Linked DNA regions of Mus musculus: region 2 is linked to region 1. The links are chromatin contacts, called in public HiChIP or PLAC-seq maps. All regions are on one chromosome and are shown on one strand. The core of a region is the stretch at or near the end of the contact, and the rest is flanking DNA. Distances in the headings are between cores, read along the strand shown. Region 1 overlaps Ghr (growth hormone receptor). Region 2 holds the start of Oxct1 (3-oxoacid CoA transferase 1).

Region 1 (3,420 bases), core at 394-2,893:
GGTATGGGTTCCATCTTGTGTGGAAGGCTTTAAAACTAACTAGAAAGTAGGTAGTAATTCCTGTAGTATTCATACTACAATCAGTGGGCTTGTTTCCTGACCAGTATCTTGAAGAATTCATAGCAGGGTGAGATTGTTGATGGCTTTTCTAACTTGTTTATTGAAATAAAAATTGGCACAGTAACAACTGAAAAGAGTATAGAGGCTACTCAATAATGAAAACTAAAGTTACCATATGATCCAGTGATTTTTTTATTAATAATTTATATCCCAAGGAAATAAGATTAATATGTTAAAGATACATTTGCCTGATCATGATAACTGTAGCCAAAATATGGATCAACTTGGGCCCTTTGATGAACAAATGGGTAGAAAAAAAAAGGGATATTTTGGAATATACAAGAGAGCAGATTTGAAACTGTCAGTTCAAAAACATCTGTGAAAAATATATCCATTCATAGCTCTGCTGAACCATCTTACCACATATAAATATTTCAAAACATCATTAACATGATAATTAATGATAATTTTACATAATATATGATTATGTGATTAGTGTAATTACTCTCAGGCTATTTGAAAAAATATTTAATCTAGTTTACTGAGATGTAAGCATCAGAAGTCTTCACAGATTTTATTATCTAACATAAAACCACCATTTTTGCTAATATCACAATGGATCCTTTTGGGGTAAGTCTTACTACGTTGGAAGGCAAATTATGGTTGTAGATATACATTGTTAAAAACTCTATTCTGCCTGGAGGTTAACATCCCTGGTGCAAACCTTGTCAGATGTTCACTGGAAGAACAAATGTTTCCTTGAGAAATCTTTGTCAATTCAAATATAAGTGATTATCTACTAGTATGTGTTTTGTCCTTCGTATAAAATTTGTGCTTCATACAAAAGAGCTGCTGGTCTGGTTGCTGAAGCATTTAAGTGTTTTGATCCTTCATTACCTTGGAATGTAGATGAGTACAGTGTGTACTCTCCATGTGCCACAGGAGCTGGGACAGCAATACACTCCAAGGCTGAGATTTAAGCAGAGGCTCCTAGGAAACAGCCCCAGCCTTTAATGTGAGCTTCACAATGTAACTGTAAACAATGGGATTGCTGACTTGATTCATGCCACGAGGCAGTAGTTTTCTTACCACTGTTTTTGAACTAGGGAACAAACATGTTATTAGTGTGAAATTAGTGTTGACCTCATATGCTCCCTTGAGATGGTCTCAAGAGTCCTCAGAGGTACATGTTTCTCATTTTCAAAACTGCTACCTCAGGTGCCCTTGGTACCTTGTGCAAAGTAGTTGTTCCTATATTTGGTGGGCGAATAAGTGTTTGATTATGACTCGGTTTAGAAAGCCTTGTTTGAATTAACATCCAGCCAGGCCCCTTTTGGTACCAAGTCATAAACCAGATATCTAAATTAGAATGATTTAGAAAACAGAACTTTGAACAGAAGAAGTAGCTGTTCGAGGCACCCCAAGTTGTATTCTCTGCTAATGACAAAATTGGCTTCATTTTTGGTGCTACACTGAATAGACAGGGCCTCATGTCTCAAAATTTGGGGAGTAGACCCTGCCAGGGTGCTGGGTACAACGTCATGCCTATCGAGAAGCTGCTTGACTTGGCCAGGGCTGTGGCTGTGGTTAGACTGATTTAGAATTAGTTATATTTGGAATGGCATGGTAATCCTGTTTCCCTTCTTGTTGTGTGCCATGTAGAATTTATCTCAGTGCCGAGTTCCCAAGTGCTTGGCAGGGAAGTGAGAGGTTTGCGGGCCAATTTGCTCTCTTCTCCCTTATGAAGTGGCCTCTCAGCTTGATTTTCTCTGAGGTATGTAAAAGAACATCTTTATGAAACCTCTATAGATTAAATTCCTTCTTTGTGCCTCTCTTCTGGAGAGAACCAAGAACAAATACTAATATAGGTCTTATGAGTAGCAGTCATTAAAGTCATGGGATAACATTTGGCCATAGCCTACTCTTGACCTTGATCATGATCCTAGTTAAGTTCAACCACATCTCTAAAGATAGCAAAGTGGTAAGTCTGTGACCTTGTTCCATGGTTAAACTGAACACCAAAGATAACTAGGGAAATGGTTTTCTCCTCCCAATACTCTTCCATATATCTACATGGAAGATTCACATCAGCATTTGTTGTCTTAGATACTTTTAAGGTATTGAGATTATATCAGTCTTCCTCTAATAACAAGTTATAGGGCACATAATTTGGAAATATAGTCCTAGGTGAAAAGAAAGTGTTATTACAAATAAGAAAGTGAGTATTGAATTAGAAAGAAGAAAAGTCAATGTATAGAATGGAGTGACTCTTACCACTTTCCATTTTGATTCATTTACTTCTTTGTACTGAATTTCATACTCCAGAATTATCCATCCCTTCAGAACATCTGCATTGGGTGGTGGTTGCCAACTCACTTGGATGTCTCCACGAATCCCGGTCAAACTAATGTTTAGTAAAGTCCAGTTGAGGCCAATGGGTGGATCAGGTTGCACTGTGAATTCAATGGAGAATTGATTAGACTCCAGAGAAACACTCTTGATAGTGATAGTCTGCTTCCTTCAGAGACCAAATCATTTCATTCATTTTGACCACACTCTGACCACACTCCTAATTCTTCCGACAATCCACATCGATTGAACTCTACTTTATAACAGAGCAACATTTTTAAATGTAAGAATGATGTTTCATTTAAAAAAATACTTATAAAATCTCCTCTAATTCCCTTTTAGTCTCAAATCTGAAATTCATTGGAAGAGTTGTTGTGCTACGTATTTATTTTTAGCTCTGATAGCATTTGTACTTTAGGATTTTGACAGACACACAGACACACACACACACACACACACACAAATCAAAAACCAAAGAAGTAGAGAGTTAGAAAGACTTCACTTTTTAAATATGGCCTGTTACAGGAAGCAGAGAATTTAGTGCTTACTCTCTCTGCTCAGCTGTCAAGTGAGCAATTCGAAATTGCATTTTGCTCAGTTTCTGCTAGTAATCCTCTATCATATTCTTAGATATATCTCTGTATTCTTATGAGGGCCATAAAGACTAGGGTTTCAAGAAAGATGATAAAGTCAATTATAGATCCCAAAGCTACAATTTATATCTAAATTTTGCCATGTCTCAAGCAAAGTGTTACTAGATAGGGCTTATTACCAAGCCTTTTGAAACTACTTGAAGGTACAGAATTAAAACTTAATTTATTTCTTAACATATGCACATAGCTACTTAGAAAGTTTGGATCCCTAGAATTCACCAGAGAGGCATTGACTCAGAGTAGACACAGACCTATAATGGAAGGGTATGTTTCGGCCACTGTTACATACACCTCCCCCTACCCCCATTTAAGAGATAAGAAAGATTTTCCTCATTTAAAAATATTAACTACATCTATT
Region 2 (3,420 bases), core at 613-3,112, 690 kb after region 1:
TATATGCAAGTTATAAATTAAAATGGCTTTTGTAGAATCAGGAAAAAAGATTGGTACAGAATAAACACTCTTTCAAGTTGAATTGATGCCTTACACATTGTTGAGCTGATGTAAAATGAAGCCGTGGGCTTATCAAAAAATGCAGCCCCTCTCCCTTCTGGCTGTGCAGTACGGAGGCTGGTTTTGCTTTTTTGTTTGTTTTGGTTTTGTTTTTCCTAGCAGCCTTAATTCTGCAGAATAATAAATTTAAAATATCCACCGTCTTCATTTAGGAGAAATACATGTGACCAGCCAAGAAGAGTGAGTCAGATGACTACGAGACAAGTTGCCAGTGCTTTTTTTTTTTTTTTTCCCTTTCACGTGGCCCTGGAAGGAAAAAAGTGGAAGAACAACTGTAGTACCAGCTTTTGTTGTTCCTTCTCAAAACTGCAGCACAACAGCCGCCATGTTAGGGCTAGTCATGGGACTTCGGTTTAAACATTCGAACTCTTCACAGCTTATTAAAATGCGCCCCCAAAATATCCAGGATTACTGAGTTCACTTCTCCTATGCAATCAGATGATAGTTTAACTTGATATTTTATTTCCATGTTAAAACCGTAATCTTTACAGGAGACATTTTTGAGTTAAGGGAGTACTGAGGTAGTTGCTTTTCTGTGCAGATTTTTAAATTCCTTATTCATTTGTTTTGGCGCACATACACAGGCATGCACTCGCTGCAGTGCATGTGAGGTCGGAGGAGGACTTGGCTGGAGTTGGTTCTTCCCTGCTACCATGTGGGTCCCAGGGATCAAACTGAGGTCACTAAGCTTGGAGGCAAGTGTCTTTACCATCTCCCCAGGCCAGTAGACAGGTTTTAATTAAACAGGACTGTTCATCCTTCATTGTATCGGCATACTTTTTAAGGAAGTTAAAGAGTCATTTACTGTTGTCATGGGTTTTGCATCACTTCAAATTTAAACTGTTCTTCCAGGACTCGATGGGCTTTTAATCCAATAAAAGGATTTCCCGGGCTTCCAAGTGGTCTTTTAAACTCGGCGGTGAGTGTAGAACGTCCTGAAGAAATGGTTCAGGCCGGTTGGGTGCCAGTCAAAAGATAAGGCTTGAGCCAGGCACAATTGCACATACTCTGGGATAGGCTGCCGCAATAGAAAAAAGTTGGAGGTCAGCCTGAGCCATATATAGAGTTTCAGTGGGACCTAAGAGAGCTAGAGATCCTTCCTCAAACAAAACAGCAAAAAACAAACTCCAAAACGAAAACCTCCAAAACGATGAAGTTAACCCACCACCGAATATTAGCTAAATTTAGTGCCGAGCATTTTTGTGTTCATTGTGTCCCTTGACTGGCTTTTCTCATACAAAACTGCAACAGGAAGAGCATTACAAGGTGAGGGGAATTATACAACATGGACAAGGACGAGGAGGAGAGGAGACAGACACTTCTGTGCTTATACCTGTTCTGTAATTTCTGGAATTGTTGGGACTCCGGTTCCAGGAAAATTCTGGAACACAGAGTAGGATGATGGGGAACAACAGCCCAGTTCTAATCTTGTCCCTCTGTCGGTTAAGCAGGTCATGTCTCATGAGGGTCAGTCAGCACGCTGCTGGGTTTCAGAGGAAACTAAGGGCAAAACCAGACTTGAAGAGAGTTGTGGGTGTTGGGGTTGAGAAATGTTGGAAAGGTGAGCTGTCTAGATCTGGAAGGAGATCTTTATCAGTGACCCTTTGTACCTGTACTCATTCCAGAGGGCGATTTGGAAAAGTAACACGTTCAGTAAGAGACCCTCCAGGCCCTTGGCAACCCGAAACCCTGGTTGATGCCAAGCCTTGCGCGAGGGGAAGGCAGGCTCTAGCGCCCCCTCCAGCCTGAGTGCAGCGCCCGCCGCTGCGGGTGTGCCCGCAGATGAGCTGGAGCCCAGCACCTCCGGCCCCGGCACAACCCGCGGGGCTCGTCCTAGCTGTGCAGCCTTTCCATTCCTAGCCGTGAGCCCCTCCCTGTCTCGCTTCTTGACAAGCCAGCAGGCAGCAAGGGGCGGCACCGCTCTGAGGTCCCGAGGACGTCACTGACGCGCGGTCGAGCCTCCAGCCCGCCCTACCGCTCGCCTTGCCTTCTCTCTTCTTAGCCGGTGACGCCGCCGCGGCCCCGGGCAACCAGCACTCGCACGCACTCCCGCGCGCGCCACCGTCTCCCGCACCCGGGGCCGAAGATGGCGGCTCTCAAACTCCTGTCCTCTGGGCTTCGGCTCGGCGCCTCAGCCCGCAGCTCGCGGGGCGCCCTGCATAAGGTAAATTGAAGGTGCAGGGGGGCAAGAGGAAGGCCACGCGCGGACGAGCTGCGAGCGGCGCGCGCGTTCTTTGCCCTGCCCATCTCCACCGCCTCTGGTCGGGGATCTGGCATCTGCAGCGCCGTGCCCGGGGGTTGGGGGTGGGGGCTTGGAGACGCTCGGGTTTCAGGGTAGCCCCGCCGCCGCTTGTCTGTCTGTCTGTCTGTCTGTCTGTCTTTGCTTCTCCATCCACTTCCCCGCTGTGCTTGCAGCGGTGGAGAAGCGGTCGAGGCTCTGTGTACCAAAGCCACGCAGCAACGCCTTAGAGACAGACTGTCGGCGTCCAGGGACTCGCGTCCCCATCTCCCGCCACTCCTACAGACTCCAGGCTCCAGGCCGACGCCCTTGGGAAGGGGGTCCCCGGGGCCGTCGCCCTAGGTAAGGGCCGGTTGGAGGAGAGGAGCGGAGAAGGGCGGCGCGCTGAGGCTTGCGCCCCACCTGAGGGAGCTGCTGGCGCCGGCTGAGGCCCAGAACCCCGGGCCGGGTTAACCGCTGCTGGCTCAAGTTCACCGCCAAGTGGGCGGATGCTGTGCGCTGCGGAGGCGGACTGCCGCTCCCCATCCTCCCCTTCCCTATATGGCGGTAGAAAGGGGAACCCGGACTGGAGCTCTTGTCACGGGGCGATTTAGCCTGCCAAGCGTTTGGAAGCAGAAGGAGGGCTGGCGGCGCTCCGCTGCAGTTTGCAAACGCCTCGGTCCTTTATTTTGAATTCCTCTCCGTCCCCTCCGGGTTAGAGACTTGCAATGTTCAAAGACCGTAAAAAAACAAAAATCAAAAACAAAAACAAAAAAACCCAAACACCTTGACCCACAGAATGGTATCCTGAGTCGCCCTCCTAGCAGACTAGCTGGTGGTGGATATTTTTGCTTATACATTGTAGAGGGTCTAGCCTCTAAGCACACATTCGGGTTGGATTTGAGTATGGGACCAAGGAACTGAGTGCTGGAGGAGGGTGGGGAGGAGGGTGGATTCACCTTGGAGTGTTCAGTTTGCTCAGGAGCCTCTTCCCGAACCTGCAAAGTTTTCTTTGAAGAGGTTTCAAATTGCAGTCCTGAACTTAAGAAGAGTGCATCACGCAGGGCATTTACTTGCACTGT

What was found. HiChIP or PLAC-seq counts read pairs in DNA pulled down with a chosen protein or histone mark.
Region 2: an H3K27ac HiChIP or PLAC-seq map of heart atrium shows a contact between it and region 1, with 5 read pairs. The contact joins the promoter of Oxct1 here to the enhancer-like site in region 1. A contact is called at or near these places in 3 of 39 promoter capture datasets (cranial neural crest, frontonasal cranial neural crest and hippocampal neurons), 3 of 484 Hi-C or Micro-C datasets (the C2C12 cell line, cardiomyocytes and myocytes) and 3 of 115 datasets of contacts at active chromatin or transcription factors (astrocytes, heart atrium and stem cell-derived neural progenitor cells).

What each region holds. Positions count from the first base shown.
Region 1 is chr15:3,331,013-3,334,432 of GRCm38.p6, forward strand. Ghr (growth hormone receptor) reads right to left here. Exons shown (of 11, transcript NM_010284.3): 7 at 2,335-2,513. The region is part of intron 4 of Gm41254 (a long non-coding RNA gene); the gene reads left to right. Among named protein-coding and RNA genes, the nearest start is that of Ccdc152, 29 kb to the left of the region's middle. Within about 2 kb of position 1,644, at least 7 of the 459 cell types and tissues checked have an H3K27ac peak or open chromatin away from gene starts, as enhancers often do. A contact at or near this core is called in cardiomyocytes and heart atrium, where this site is marked.
Region 2 is chr15:4,024,566-4,027,985 of GRCm38.p6, forward strand. It overlaps Oxct1 (3-oxoacid CoA transferase 1), which reads left to right and starts at 1,863. Exons shown (of 17, transcript NM_024188.6): 1 at 1,863-2,284. The coding sequence starts at 2,207. It overlaps BC037032 (cDNA Sequence BC037032), which reads right to left and starts at 2,841. Exons shown (of 2, transcript NR_028266.1): 1 at 1,454-2,841.